Regions from separate parts of the Mus musculus genome. Here all the other regions are linked to region 2. Evidence: chromatin contacts called from public HiChIP or PLAC-seq and promoter capture Hi-C data. All regions are on one chromosome and are shown on one strand. The core of a region is the stretch at or near the end of the contact, and the rest is flanking DNA. Distances in the headings are between cores, read along the strand shown. Region 1 holds the start of Cops7a (COP9 signalosome subunit 7A). Region 2 holds the start of Vamp1 (vesicle-associated membrane protein 1). Region 3 overlaps Cd9 (CD9 antigen). Region 4 holds the start of Lpar5 (lysophosphatidic acid receptor 5). Region 5 has its middle 20 kb from the start of Gm32673.

What was found. Promoter capture Hi-C pulls out the DNA fragments that hold promoters and counts their contacts. HiChIP or PLAC-seq counts read pairs in DNA pulled down with a chosen protein or histone mark.
Region 1: a promoter capture Hi-C map of pre-B cells shows a contact between it and region 2. The contact joins the promoter of Cops7a here to the promoter of Vamp1 in region 2. A contact is called at or near these places in 7 of 39 promoter capture datasets (the C10 cell line, cranial neural crest, erythroid cells and 4 more), 1 of 484 Hi-C or Micro-C datasets (rod photoreceptor), 1 of 115 datasets of contacts at active chromatin or transcription factors (memory CD8 T cells) and 3 of 9 other capture datasets (adipose tissue, liver and pancreatic islet).
Region 3: a contact with region 2 is called in an H3K27ac HiChIP or PLAC-seq map of microglia, with 4 times the contacts expected there. The contact joins the enhancer-like site here to the promoter of Vamp1 in region 2. A contact is called at or near these places in 5 of 39 promoter capture datasets (the HPC-7 cell line, HPC-7-derived erythroid cells, cranial neural crest and 3 more), 2 of 115 datasets of contacts at active chromatin or transcription factors (memory CD8 T cells and microglia) and 1 of 9 other capture datasets (adipose tissue).
Region 4: a contact with region 2 is called in an H3K27ac HiChIP or PLAC-seq map of embryonic stem cells, with 6 read pairs. The contact joins the promoter of Lpar5 here to the promoter of Vamp1 in region 2. A contact is called at or near these places in 5 of 39 promoter capture datasets (the C10 cell line, embryonic stem cells, hematopoietic stem and progenitor cells and 2 more), 2 of 115 datasets of contacts at active chromatin or transcription factors (embryonic stem cells and large pre-B cells) and 2 of 9 other capture datasets (adipose tissue and liver).
Region 5: a contact with region 2 is called in a promoter capture Hi-C map of trophoblast stem cells, with 6 times the contacts expected there. The contact joins the enhancer-like site here to the promoter of Vamp1 in region 2. A contact is called at or near these places in 2 of 39 promoter capture datasets (the 3T3-L1 cell line and trophoblast stem cells), 2 of 115 datasets of contacts at active chromatin or transcription factors (embryonic stem cells and memory CD8 T cells) and 2 of 9 other capture datasets (adipose tissue and liver).

What each region holds. Positions count from the first base shown.
Region 1 is chr6:124,964,085-124,966,958 of GRCm38.p6, reverse strand. Cops7a (COP9 signalosome subunit 7A) reads left to right here and starts at 1,447. Exons shown (of 8, transcript NM_001355542.2): 1 at 1,447-1,557; 2 at 2,031-2,235. The coding sequence starts at 2,074. Gm23851 (a small nuclear RNA gene) reads right to left here and starts at 2,676; the gene lies at 2,572-2,676.
Region 2 is chr6:125,214,330-125,217,104 of GRCm38.p6, reverse strand. Vamp1 (vesicle-associated membrane protein 1) reads right to left here and starts at 1,524. Exons shown (of 5, transcript NM_009496.3): 1 at 1,378-1,524. The coding sequence starts at 1,379.
Region 3 is chr6:125,469,914-125,472,651 of GRCm38.p6, reverse strand. Cd9 (CD9 antigen) reads left to right here. Exons shown (of 8, transcript NM_007657.4): 2 at 141-243. Among named protein-coding and RNA genes, the nearest start is that of Gm28809, 3.6 kb to the left of the region's middle. Within about 2 kb of position 1,436, at least 17 of the 459 cell types and tissues checked have an H3K27ac peak or open chromatin away from gene starts, as enhancers often do. A contact at or near this core is called in microglia, where this site is marked.
Region 4 is chr6:125,066,404-125,069,181 of GRCm38.p6, reverse strand. Lpar5 (lysophosphatidic acid receptor 5) reads right to left here and starts at 1,262. Exons shown (of 2, transcript NM_001163269.2): 1 at 1,206-1,262.
Region 5 is chr6:125,409,608-125,412,380 of GRCm38.p6, reverse strand. No RefSeq gene overlaps it. Among named protein-coding and RNA genes, the nearest start is that of Gm32673, 20 kb to the left of the region's middle. Within about 2 kb of position 1,265, at least 95 of the 459 cell types and tissues checked have an H3K27ac peak or open chromatin away from gene starts, as enhancers often do. A contact at or near this core is called in adipose tissue, embryonic stem cells and trophoblast stem cells, where this site is marked.

The sequences.
Region 1 (2,874 bases), core at 198-2,697, 250 kb after region 2:
GTGTAGTGTTCCGCCTGCATGCATGCCTGCAGACCAGAAGGGGGCACCAGTTCTCATTAGAGATGATTTTTGAGCCACCATGTAGGTGCTGGGATTTGAACTCAGGACCTCTGAAAGAGCAGCCAGTGTTCTAAACTGCTGAGCCATCTCTCCAGCCCATTCATTGCCTTGTTTTCTAACTCTTCTCTCTCTCCCACTCTCAGCCTGGAACTATGCAGCTCACATGGCCTTTGGGCCTAAGATACTCCTGACTTAGCCTCCCAAGTGCTAGACCACAAGCATGCACCACCATCCCTCGAAGGAAGCGACGGAATCAGACAGGTATGCACTTGGACCCTATCCATATTTCTTTGTCCTACAGGTTAGTTCCAGAACTCAGCCCTTGAAGGTCCAATTCTCCTGCCTCAGCCTACTGAGTGATAGGATTACAAATCATCTAACAGTAAACCTGGCTTTACCTTAATTTCCTCCTTATATGGTTTCTGTAAGGATTTTTGTTTTGTTTCATTTTGAAACCTGGTCTATTTAGTGGCGGATGATCCAACTCAGAAATCCACCTAATTAAAGGTGTGTACCACCATGATATTTGGGAGATAGGGTCTCTCACACTGTAGCCCGGGATAACCTCCCAACATATAGCAATCCTCCTGCCTCAGCCTCCTGGATGCTGGGATTACAAGTGCCCGGCTGAATCCTTTAACTTTTAAATTTCCTCATCTGCCTTGGTTCCACTCACACTTTTCTCCTTGCTAATTTGGGATCCAAAGACTAAAAAAATGACTCAATATTTATTTGTAGTAACCATGGCCAAAAGTCTGGTCATGCGATCTGAAACTTCTATGGGAAGAAAACCTCAAAAGCCTAACCAATACACTTCCTTTTCCCCCTTAATCACTCGGGGGTTTGTTTTCTTTCTTATTGAGACCGGTTCTCATGTTGCTCAAACTGGCTTGGAATCTGCGATGGAGCTGAGGCTGGTTTTGAACTCCTGATTCTCCCCTACCTCTACCTCCAATACGCCGGGGGGTGGGGTGGGGGCATGTGTTACCACTTCCTGCCCCCTTACCCTTTAAACTTTTCTTCTGCTCTTTAAAAAGAGTGGATAAGTTGTTGGACTATTTATAGCCTCGTTTCTCTCCTTTCTCCCTTATTTTTTCTTTCTGCGAATTCTCGCCTTCCGCTAACGCTCACGTCGCCGCAGGAACTCGGGGCCGCCATCCTGCCTTGTCCTGCAGCTCCCGGGAGGGTCGCTCCCCCGGACCTCCGCAGAGCCGAGGTCCTCTCCGCACCCTGCATTCACCGCTCTCGCACCCATAAAGATGCACGGACAGAGCGGAAGATGGGCGCCGCTCTCGCGCCTCCCGCGGTCCGGAAACGGAAGCAGGCCGGAGCCGCCCGGAACCCGCCTCCCGAGAGCGGAAGTACGGCCGGAAGCTGGCCATAGAAGCGAGCGGCTAGAGCGGCCCTGCGGGGAGGTGGCAGGAAAGGCTTGGGAGCCGCTGCCGGAGGTGACGGAGCGGCCGCCCCGCCCCGTGCGCTGGGAGACGAGGCTTCCAGGTAGCCGTCGGTTGCAGTCGGTCCGGGGGTACGACCTGGCCTTGGGCGCAGACCCCGGCCGGTCCCGGGGCTGCCTCTTTAAGGGAGGGGGTGGAGCCGCGAGTCAGGCGCGAGGAGGTGAGGTCACGTGGGGGCGGCCACGTGCACGACTCGCGTCCCGAAGTGGGGGTTCGTCGTCGTCCGGTAGACACCATGTGCTATCTCTCCCTTCCCTGGTTCATCAGTCTTGGAACTCAATGGGGTGCACGTGGTGGGGCTTGGGACTGGGCCCGGGATGACGGAGCGGGTGGGCGTGGCAGCCAGGATGGGGCTGGCTTGGAGGAGCCCTCGAGTTGCCTTTTAGACCTCAGGACCCCACTTACTCACTGCGGATGTGGCGGGGTCCCTCTTGAGCGTGCAGCTCCCGTCCCTTCGAGCTGACCACCCTCGCAGGGTCCAGGGACCTTTAGTTTCACGTTCCTCTTTCCTTGCAGCTCCAGAAATCTTGAGGCCAGAGCCCCGCACCTCGGCGCAGCCATGAGTGCGGAGGTGAAGGTGACAGGGCAGAACCAAGAGCAGTTTCTGCTCCTTGCCAAGTCGGCTAAGGGGGCGGCACTGGCCACACTCATCCACCAGGTGCTGGAGGCCCCTGGTGTCTACGTGTTTGGGGAACTGCTGGATATGCCTAATGTTAGAGAGGTGTGTTGCTTGCCTGGGTAGTCCCCAAAGAACGTTGGGACCAAAGTTAACTCTTGAGTGCTGGGCTCGTTTTTTGTACCCAGTAACCACTCAGGTGATCGGGGTACCGATAATTAGCTCTCAACATGGAAAAATAAATCAATCAAATAAAGGTCTTCATTATCTTACAGATAAAGGGTCTGTAAACTTAGTGCTCCCTCCCTCTGTACCCACACTTTGAGTCAGGATTTCACTGTGTAGTCCTGGCTGCCCTAAACTAGTAACTATGGTCTAAGGTGGCCTTGAATGTGTGGGAAATCCCTGCCTATGTCTCATGCATAATTTTTTTTGTTATTTAAAAATATGGAACGCTTTACAAATTGGAGTGTCGTCTTTGCTCAGGGGCCATGCTAATCTTCTCGGGATCGTTCCAGTTTTAGTATATGTGTTGCTGAAGCAAGCAGAAATCTTTAATTTTGAAGCAAAAGAACAAGTCATTAAGAATACCACTGATAAACTCCAGCTTGTCCACCAGTATGATATCTTTTTGTGTTGGTTTTTTTTTTTTTTTTTTTTTCAGGACAGGGTTTCTCTATGTACTATAACTGTGTTCTGGAACTCTCTCTGTCGACCAGGCTGGCCTTCAACTCAGAGATCCTC
Region 2 (2,775 bases), core at 275-2,774:
GAAGGTGTCCAGGATGGTGGCACCAATGACAAGATTAAGGTCAGAGACCTCGTGATTCCCTGCTAGCCACCATGCTTTCTCAACCTCCTTCCAAACATCACACATGAAACTACCTGCAGCCAGTCAACTAAGAAGGACCCCTCCCCTCCCCTAAACATCTAGATCTATGGGCTTGTAAAAACTGCACAGAATGTTAATGCAGAGAACGGATAAAATGGCTGTGAAGCTTTGGAGAACTCACTTTATTTACTATTTGTGGCAGGTAGAAACACTCCACCCTAACCTATTCAGGGAGTTATAACCCTTATGTAATACAAAATCCTGCCCCCCTTTTGCCAATAGAGGCAACACAAGCAGAGTGTAGTGGTGCACACCTTTAATCCCAGCACTTGGAAGCCAGGGGCAGGTGGATCTCTGAGTTCAAGGCCAGCCTTGTCTATAGAGGGAATTCTGAGACAGCCAGGGGTACACAGAGAAACCCTATATGGAAAAGCCAAACAAAGAAGGGGGATAGAGAGAGCGAGGAAGAGGGAGAGAGAGAGGAAGAGGGAGAGAGAGAGGAAGAGGGAACAAACACAAATAAATCTAGCACCAGGCAAGAGATTCAGATAATAAATGAAAAGAAAGAAAATTCTTCATTGTGTGTATGTGATCCTAAAGGGAAGTTCTTAATTTATCTGGCCACAGAAGGGGATGATGCCAAAAAGAGCTAAAGGCTAAACTATGTGTTTTGGATAAAATGAAGAATTCACTGTTCTCCCTATTTCTCCTCCAATATTTATTTGGCTAGGACTTGATCACTGGAAATCGCCTTAGCATAAACAGCTGCATTAAGATTTCATACCACTGTCCCCTGAGACTTTCTGAGCTACTCGCAAGGCGCCACAGAACTAGCAAGTTAAGTTTCTGCAGCTTTGCTCACAGCCATGAGGCAGGTACATCACACTCTGGGTGAGGGGCATGCATAACGCAGAGACTGCGGGCACTCCAAGTCAAGAATGGACAGGAACACCTATAAGTCTTCCCAGAGGCTTTAAGAGTCTGTCAAACAAGAAAGGGTCTCCGAGTTTCCTGTCTGAATCTATACCTCCCCCACTTTTTCCCCTTTGGGGTTCCACGATACAAAGACAAGAGGGGAGGGTGCGGTGTACGTGGGACCCCCGCGCCCTCGCCCTGCCATGGAGTGCCAGCTGCAGTTGGTGCGGGATGGAGCGCTGCCCGCAGTCCGGGGTGGCCCGGTCTGGGGGCGGCGCGAGCTGGTGGTTCCCGGCGTCGCCGCAGCTGCTGCAATGCGCCATTTCCCGTCCCGCAGAGTCGGACACTGCGGGGGAGAGTCGGTAAAGAGGTGTCGAGGACCCTAGAGCAGAGTCAACTCACATTTTTCTGAAAGAGGAAGTGGAGGTCCGTCCCCTCTCTGGAGAATGCAACGAGACGGGCAGGGAGACACTGCGGCTGAAGCAGACGGAACTGTCGAGCGCCGCCTCACACGAAACACCCGGAACTCTAACTGCGGTGGAACTTACTGCAGGTGCAGGGCCGGCTCTCGGCTTTATTAGACATGACCACGCCTCTCGGATGATGTCAAAACCTCCAGGTCCAATCCTCGTGAGAAATGGCCTGCTAGTCCCGCCCCCACAACTACAGCAATTACCATTGTCCTCTTATTTCTATTTCTTCACTGACCAATACAAAAGTGGCTTGCTTAAAGTCCAGCTCAAACTCTGTCTCCGCCGCTGAGTTAGACCTTTTATGGTGCCTACCAGCCAATCGCTGAGCTGGAGACTGCTGTCATTCTTACCGCTCCCGCCCACAGCACCTGGCAGAAGGAAACCCAAGTGACTTAGACGCTGGAATCCAACTGGCTGCGAGGTTCAGCAGTGAATGCATATTCATGAAGTCCTTGGCCACAGGACCACCCCGTCACCATCCCTGCCTGAGACCATAAAACCCACATTCTTCATTCTTCTCTTCCCTATCACGAACTTCATCCCTAAACCTGTTAACACAGCGACTTAGTTAACCCAGCCCAGAAACCTGAACTAAAGTAGACTTCCCTATTTTATGTTTATGCTTTGTTTTGTTTTTTGAGACCTCTCTCTATAGATAGATAGATAGATAGATAGATAGATAGATAGATAGATAGATAGATATAGATATATACATATATACAGATATATAGATACACACACACATATATATGTGTGTATATATATATATATACACACATATATGTATATATATATACACACACATTATGCGTATGTATGTGTGTGTGTGTATATATATATATATATATATATATATATATATATATATACACACACACACACATATGTATATATATATTATGGTACAAGTTTCTGCCTGCATCTATGCATGCTTGGGTGCCCTTGGAGGCCAGAGGAGGGTTATTCCCTAGATGGTTTTGAGTATATGTGAGTGCTGGGAACCAAACCCTCTGCAAAAGCAATATGCTCCCTCCACCACTGAGCCATCTCTCTCCAGCCCCAGCCCTTTCCTCTTTACTCCTCCTCCAAAATCTAAGTAGAATCAATTTTTCCTTCTCAATACTTAAAGACGTTTCTTCTCTCTTCCAGTAGAATCCCTTTCCTAGACATCAGTTGTAAAATTCAACATTATTTTATGCTTCACAGCTTTAAAGGAATCTATAGCTGTGGTTGCGTTTTCCTAGCCTTAGAATTCTTATTTTACATTTAGTGGAAGCTTAGGTTTTGGATGCAGTGTAAATGTTTATATCTTAGGCATCCATGCAAA
Region 3 (2,738 bases), core at 187-2,686, 260 kb before region 2:
TGCCTTCTGCCTCCAGATGCGCTTGGAGGGTAGAAAGAAAGATGGTGCTGAAGTCCTTTGCAGGTCTCCTCAGCATTTGTTGAGTGTGCTATCCCAGGTGGTCAGAACTAATGGCAGCCAACGCGTTGTGTGTCTTGCAGCTCGCTGGCATTGCAGTGCTTGCTATTGGACTATGGCTCCGATTCGACTCTCAGACCAAGAGCATCTTCGAGCAAGAGAATAACCATTCCAGTTTCTACACAGGTGAGAGGGAGGGGTTGGCACTTCAACTCTGGGAACTCCATGCTGACCTCGGGCCTAGGGACTGGGGGAGAGAAGCTGGCCACATAAGCCAGCCCTGTCCCTTTCAAGTTAGGTAGCTCAGTGAGTGTGCATAGCTGTGTCTGTGCGTTTGCATCTGACTCTTTGTGGTTTCTGGTCTTGCCTGCCGAGTTTGGCATCTTGACCATTCTCTGATGTGAAGTTGTCTGGCAAGGATGCCACCACTCCTGAGGGTTTAAGAGCCTCTCTGCACATGCTTTGTGTCTCCAAACTAAATTGTAATCTTCTTACGTCAGAAACCATTGTCCTGTGTGCATCTGCAGAGCCAGGAAGAGAAGGGGCTCCCCTTCCAGTCTCCCTCCAGACCGGCTTCCTGAATAGACAATCAAAATTGAGATTAATGGGGATGGAGATGGAGGAGTTCACAGGAGGCTCTGGGAGGGATGTCAAAAGAGAAGCTAAGCAAGAGAGCCAAGAGACAGAAAGAGAACAGGGAAGAGAGAAGAAAGAAAAAGAAAGTCTGGGCTGGAGAGCTGGCTCAGCAGTTAAGAGCACTGAAAGAAAGTATGTCAGTCAGTGGACCTGAGAGACCATCTGATCCTTTGAGGAAAACTGCTTTTGCCTTGGGGAAGGGTTTCCACGTTCAGTAAGGTGGGGATCACCCAAGCAAGCTACAGCCAGCCAGTCGCTTTCTCTACACAGGTTCCTTGGTCCTTCCTGACTCCCTTCGGCCCCTTTCTCTTCCTCTGTGAGGGGAGATGCCTCAAGGACCGTCTCATGGCTGCTTGTCTGCCTGACTAAGCTCAGCCTCTGGTTCCAGTCCGCCTGATTTAGAAGTAGGAAGCCCCCTATTTTTAGGGTGATCCTGTCATGCCATCAGACCCAGCGTGAGTTGTCACTTCCTTTCCACCCACCAAAGTTATTTTTACAAAAGACAAGAAAGCATTCTGACAAGGTTATCATCCCGCAGGCTGCAGGGACCAAGGGCCACGGGGCCTCCAGCCTGTCAGCCTTCCCTTTCCTCTCCTCCCTGGGGCCAGACTGGGCCAGGTAGACTAGGAGGAGTCTCTGGGGGGTGGGGGGGAAAGCACCTGAGCTCTCAGTCTAGAGCTCCCGTTTTCCTGTCCTTAGTTACTGTCCATTGGCAGTGGAGTGGGGAAGGCCAGGGTACGTTGCCCTATTGTTAAAAAGAAAGTGGGGCCGGGTATGGTGTCGCACGCCTTTAATCCCAGCACTTGGGAGGCAGAGGCAGGCAGATTTCTGAGTCTAAGGCCAGCCTGGTCTACAGAGTGAGTTCCAGGACAGCCAGGGCTACACAGAGAAACCCTGTCTGGGGGGGAGAAAGTGGGGAAAGAACAGGCTCGTGGTTTATAGTTGGCAAGCCTTTGGGTTTTTGTTTTTTGGGTTTTGTTTTTTTTTTTTTTTAAACTACAAGCAGAGTTTTTAGGGAACATGTTTCCATAGTGCCCTGACTTGTTTTAGCAACAAAGCTTTGATTCTAAGCAGGAATGCCAGGAGAGCAGGAGAGGGTGGGGTGGGGTGTGCTTCCCTGAGTAGCTGTAGCAGGAGCAAGGTGATGAGGGGAGCCCGGCACACTCCGTGCCCCAGCACACGGGAGCTGTGAGCTCACTCCCTAAGGACCACAGGCAGATCTACGGGCAGGAACGGGTACCTTCTCAAGCTGATCTCCTGACCAAGGGCCCAATAGTCCCTGTGTCTTCCAAAAGAGTTCTGACTCCCTAGGCAGGCCTCCTTCCTGTTGACTGCTCCTGATCACCTGGTAGTTGTTCCCAGCATTCAGGACTCAGGCTAGCCTGGCAGTGGTGGTGGTGCACGCCTTTAATCCCAGCACTTGGGAGGCAGAGGCAGGTGGATTTCTGAGTTCGAGGCCAGCCTGGTCTACAAAGTGAGTTCCAGGACAGCCAGGGCTATACAGAGAAACCCTGTCTCGAAAAACCAAAAAAAAAAAAAAAACAGTACTCAGGCTAATTCTGTATATTTTTAGATTAGGAAAGAAAGATTTTCACTGGTGACCCTGGTGAACTGGGAAGAAACCACTCCCACGCCTGAGCCCCACCCTGGTGTAGTTCACTGGCTCCATCCCTGAAACCCCACAAGGTGCAGGGAATAGCTCCCATCTCACAGCCCAAGCTCTCGTCCCTAGAACATAAACCCTAGCTCCTTCTGGAATTCTCTGTACTCCATGGCAAGGAGGGCTCCCCTTGTAAGAAGTGACCTTTTGAGTCATATTAAGTTAAGGCTCAGAATGGCCCTGGTGAGCTGTTGGTAGGTAAGGAAACCGTGCAAGGAGACGGAGAGCCGTTACCACCTGAGTGGAGGAAGAGGAGCCAATTCCGGGAGCCTCCTGGGGTTCTAATTCTCCCGACTGTTACAGTGTCAAAGTGGTCTTCAGTGGTCCTCCCTACAGAGACCGAAGGATGATTGACAGCAGAGTCCAAGCCAGCAGGCATCCTCAA
Region 4 (2,778 bases), core at 13-2,512, 150 kb after region 2:
CCCCAGGGCTATGACTTCAGTTTACCATAAGTGAAGAGTTCTGGAAACAGAAGTCTATGTGTCCCTTTCTTGTCACTGAACACCCATAACCATAGGTAGTAGGCAGGCAGTGGCCTGCACCGGTATGGCAAAAGTCCCAGACAGCCTTCCCTGGATTCCCAAATATGCACAATGGCTCATTTCCTCTCCTAGTTGCTCATCAGCCATTCTGTCAAAGCCATGGGGACAGAGAGACCATGCAGCCTGACACCTTTCTGTTACATATGAGCATTTCAGGTTGGAGTAGGGCAGTGCTTCCTCAAGACCCATTAAAATATACCTGGAAGGGCTGGGGTAGCTCAGTGGTAGAATAGCATTCACAAGGGTTTAATCTCTAGCACAGCCCAAAATAGATGAAATAGATCTGAGCTCACACTATAGTTTCATCGTGGCTCACACGTATAGTTTCAACTAGCAGGAAAGCTGACAGGGCAGGGGTGTCCGTGGAGGTTAGGAGTTGAAGACCATGCTAGAAAGCATAATGAGACCTCACTCATCCAAAAGGGTCGGGAAACTGGGGATTGAGCTCGGCCGGTAGAGTGCTTGCCTAGCACGACCTAGGTTTAACCTCCAGCACTTGCATAAACTTGATGCCTGTAACCCCAGGGCTCCAGGGAGAGGCTTCAGGAGTTCAAGGTCCTCCTTGGCTATGTACAGATTTTGAGGCCAACCTGGGCTACATCTCAAAAAGGGGAGGGAACTCAGTGGTAGGGCAAGTGCTTATTAGCATATAGGGCAGTCCATCTCCAGCACCAAATAACAAAATAAAACATACCTTGGTAGCTCGAGTAAGATGCCTTTACCAGTAAACTCTTTAGCCAATTTTACTCAGAGCAGCTCCGTGTCTTCCAGAACAGGACCTGGCCCTGCAGGATGAGTGGGCTTGAGGGGAGCAGACCTCAGGGTCAGCATGAAAACAGGAGTCTAAAGTTTTAGGGCAAGACCCTAAGGTGGCCCACAGTGAGGCTTCAGCCCATCAGGTGTCTCAGGCATGTTGGCTGCCTCTTCAGGCTCCTATGGACAGATCTGTCCACATGGGGCAGCCCCGTTTGCCTTTTCACTGTATCTAAAAGGATTTCCCAGAGCCTACGGCCCACCTACATTCTCCATCCTCACCAATGTCCCCCACTTCTGGTGGTCCAGCCCCATTTGTCACCTCCCCATACCTGTGATCGGTTGCTCTTCCTCTGCCGCTGCCCCAAGCCTGCTTCCGCTGACACTCTGGGCTGGGTTGGGCTGAGCTTCCCTGGTAGGACCTGCTCCTGGGCGGGCCTGACACACCCACCTTACAGATCTCAGAACATCCCTCCCAGCTCCTGCACTCACCCAACCAACCCCACAGAGTCAAAGAGCTTTGACCACAGACACCTTCGCAAACAGGTCAGAGAAGCAAGCTCTAAAAGCCGGTGAAAATCCAACCTTACCCCAGTCACCTAACTCTGCAACTATGGCTCCCAGATGTGCAGTTTCCGGGAACTCTCTCTGCGGCACACCCACCCACTGATACCTGATGACTAACACACACACACACACACACACACACACACACACACACACACACACATCATGATGTTCTCACCTGTCTCCTCCCTGCCTGTCTCTCTTCCTCTCTTGGGTCAGCTAGGTGGTTTAGCAAAAGTGGCTCGTGGTTGTAGCTTCCCCTGCCTGGGGCCTGTTGGTCAGCCAAGGGTTCTCCCTCCTTGCCTGCCTACCAGCACACACCCAGTTCCTCCATCAGAGCAGTTGCCTGACTGGATGCTTCCTCCTCTCCCTCTGTCTGCCTCAGGCTGGGAGCTCCTGGAGGTAGGGGGCTTGTGGTGGTCTCTGTCTGCTCTTCAGGCTGAGCATAGCCCTTCAATGCATATTAGTTAGCAAAGACGGATCTTTTGGAGATAGCTGACAAAGGTATTGTGGTTAAATGAGTTTGACCAACCCTGGATAAAAATCAACGTGAATATTCTGCTGAGTGATAAGCCATGGGTTGATCACTCCTGAAGGCTGGAGGGTGCGTTATACTAGCTGTGGTTTTTTTTCCTTTGTGATGACTGAATATAAGATCTCGTGTATGAGCCGGGCGTGGTGGCGCACGCCTTTAATCCCAGCACTCGGGAGGCAGAGGCAGGCGGATTTCTGAGTTCGAGGCCAGCCTGGTCTACAAAGTGAGTTCCAGGACAGTCAGGGCTACACAGAGAAACCCTGTCTCAAAAACACCAAAAAAAAAAAAAAAAAAAAGATCTCGTGTACGCTAAGCAAATGCTCTGGCACCCAGTCGTACACCCGGGTCTACTGGTTTTGCTTTGTTTTTTGTTTTTGTTTTTTTTTTTAAAGATTTATTTATTTATTATATGTAAGTACACTGTAGCTGTCTTCAGACACTCCAGAAGAGGGCGTCAGATCTTGTTACAGATGGTTGTAAGCCACCATGTGGTTGCTGGGATTTGAACTCTGGACCTTCGGAAGAGCAGTCAGGTGCTCCTACCCACTGAGCCATCTCACCAGCCCCTGGTTTTGTTTTTTAAATTGGGTATTTATTTCATTTACATTTCCAATGCTATCCCAAAAGTCCCCCACACGCTCCCCCACCCACTCCCCCACCCACCCACTCCCACTTCTTGGCCTTGTCGTTCCCCTGTACTGAGGCATATAAAGTTTGCACGACTAATGGGCCACTCTTTCCACTGATGGCCAACTAGGCCATTTTCTGATTCATATGCAGCTAGAGACAGGAGCTCCAGGGGG
Region 5 (2,773 bases), core at 16-2,515, 200 kb before region 2:
ATCTGGCTGTAACTTTTTTAATTTACAAAAACATTGGTGCTTTGTGGGTATATGACACCTAATAAAATGACAAGGACCAAGGATGCCACATTTGAGGGACATCGATATAAGCCAAGCCTGGAAGTACAGACCTGTAATCCCAGCTAGTGTTGAAGACCAACCTGGGCTACAGAGAAACACTTAAGCAGAAATCGCAATGCTCAGTTTCTGCTCTGATGTTTGTTTCTTTTGGTTTGGTTTTTTTTTTTGTTGTTGTTGTTGTTGTTGTTTTTGTTTTCTGAGACAGGGCTGGACTACACAGCCTTGGATGACCTGGAACTCTTTGTGTAGACCAGGCTGGCCTCGGCTCACAGAGATCTGCCTGCCTCTGCCTCCTTAATGCTGGGATCAGAGGCATTCGAGAGCTCATTACATAGGTCACAGTGGTCTGGAGCTCACTTGTAGCCCCGGCACTGAAGACTTCTTTCTAGATCCTCCTGCCTCCACCTCTTGAGTGTTGGGACTACAGATGCGCACCGCACCACCATACTCAGCCATCTTGACTGTTAAGTAAGAGTTATTGTGCTGGCTAGGGTATTGTAAGCCTTTAACCCCAGAACTCAGGGGACAGAGGCAGGTGGGTTTCTATGAGTTCAAGGCCAGCCTGGTCTACAAACCCAGCTCCAAGCCAGTCAAAGCTACATAGTGAGACCCTGTCCGGAAAAAAAAAAAATCTATTTTTAAAGAATAGAGTGGTAGTCTTTGATTTAGCATCTTCACCAGGTTCTGCCCAAAGCATATGAAAACCTGAAAAATAAAAAGGCTTTGAAGGCTCTAAACCTGTGCATAAAAGCAACCCTGGGCGTGGTGGTGTGCACCTGTGAGCCCAGCAATCAGGGCTGATGCAGAACCATTCAAGACACGCCTGGGGTCACAGAGAGTTCCGGGAAAGCCTGGAATACATGGGCAAACCTAGCCTTGAAGGTGGGGTTGGGGGACGCCACCTGCTGCTCTGGCTTCCCTTTCTTTTGGCTCCAAACCACCCTGCCACTAGCAGGGAGAACTCTAAGTGACCAGAGCTCATAAACCGGTCTACTTTTCATTGCTGGGAGTTCCTCTGTGTCTGCCTGTCTAGACTCCTCCCTAACTAGGGTGAGGGAGGGAAACCTCCAATCAGCAGAGAGTTTCGCAATCAGCCCCAATTGCGAGACCAAGCTTCTGCCTCTCTCCCAAGGAGACCCATGCTGGAGAACACACCTTCTCATCCCCATATCACCCTCCAGCGAGCATAGAAACAGCTGAGTTATGAGCCAGACAAGGGAGAGGATGCTCCACCCTGCATACTTGCCCTCTAGAAATTGATTTATGCTGCATTGTTGCTGGGAACCATGGAAACCACAGGTGACCGTGAGTCAGATGGTAGTAAACAGGAATCTTTACTAACAGAAGTTACCCAGGCAACCCCGGGAGAATAAGACCCTGCATCTCTTGGTTTAACCTCGGAGAACTTCCAGGCACCGTTATTTTGCTCCTATCCTCTGCTCCAGAGCTCCCAGATCTGGGATCTTTGGAGTAAGTCAGGTACTTACTTAAGACTTGTACAGGTCCAGCTCTCTGCGCTCCTTTCTGGAAACCCTGGGGCTCTGAGCTCCCCCATCCTGACTTTCTGTTCTGGGTTTTGGCACTGCTCACACCCGGAATTCTCGTGCTGGCTGCTGACTCAGCTTATCCACGCTTTCCGTCTTTGCTCAGATGTCAGGGCCTTCCTTCCCTGACCCCGTGAATGGCCTTTACAAACTTTATAAAGCGTAGAACTTTAGTTCCACACACACAATCTAGAATAGCAGGCGCCCATCATGGAGTGCCCAGGCTCCCAGCTCGTCTTGCCAGCCCTAAGCCCAGGTGCTCAGGCTTTGGGTCTAGGTTGGATGGACCTGTTCAAAGACCAGGATGAATGGAGACAGGGACCAGATGAGATGGAGACCGCATGAGGTGGGAACGGGAAGTGAGATGCCAAGGCGTCTTGCCGGCTGCCATAAAAATATTGACCAAGCAGTTTTTAGACCCCCGTTCCAGTCATCTTCCTGGACTATCCCTGCCACAATGAGGCATCGGGCCATGCTCCGCGTCTCCTGCCTTTCCACCAACTTGCCTGTTTGCCATTTTATAAAAGGACGATGGGTGTGGGGCTAGGGAACCGGCTCAGCACTTAAGAACTCTGGTTGATCTTGAGTAGGACTTGAATTCACTTCCCAGCACCCACATGGTGGCTCACAACACCCGAAACTCCAGGTCTGGGGGATCTGATGCGCTCTTCCAGTCTCCAAATCGTGCATGTGGTGCACAGACATACATGCAGACAGAGCACCCATGCACATAAAGTAAAAATGAAGTAAACCTTTTTTTTTAATTAAGAAAAAAGATAGGGGCGGGATTTGGCTTGGTAGAGAGCTCTTGCCTAGAATACACATGGCTCTGGGTCCCATACAGCTCTACGAAATCAAACATGGAACTAAACCTTTACCACTGAGGCACACTGCAGCCAGGGGCAGGGGACAGGGATGCCTTGTCTGTGGAGACTCTGAGAACAATAAGCAAACAATGGTTACCGGCTCTTTGTTTTGTTAGCTTTTAATTTTTATACATTTTAAGTTAAATATAATTATACCACTTTCACCCTTTCCTTTTCTTCCTTCAATCTATCCCAAGCCCTCCATCCAACTCCTTCCATGTCCCTCCTTCATTCTAGCGTTAACAGCCTCTTTTTCTTTGGCTAGTATTGATACATATATAC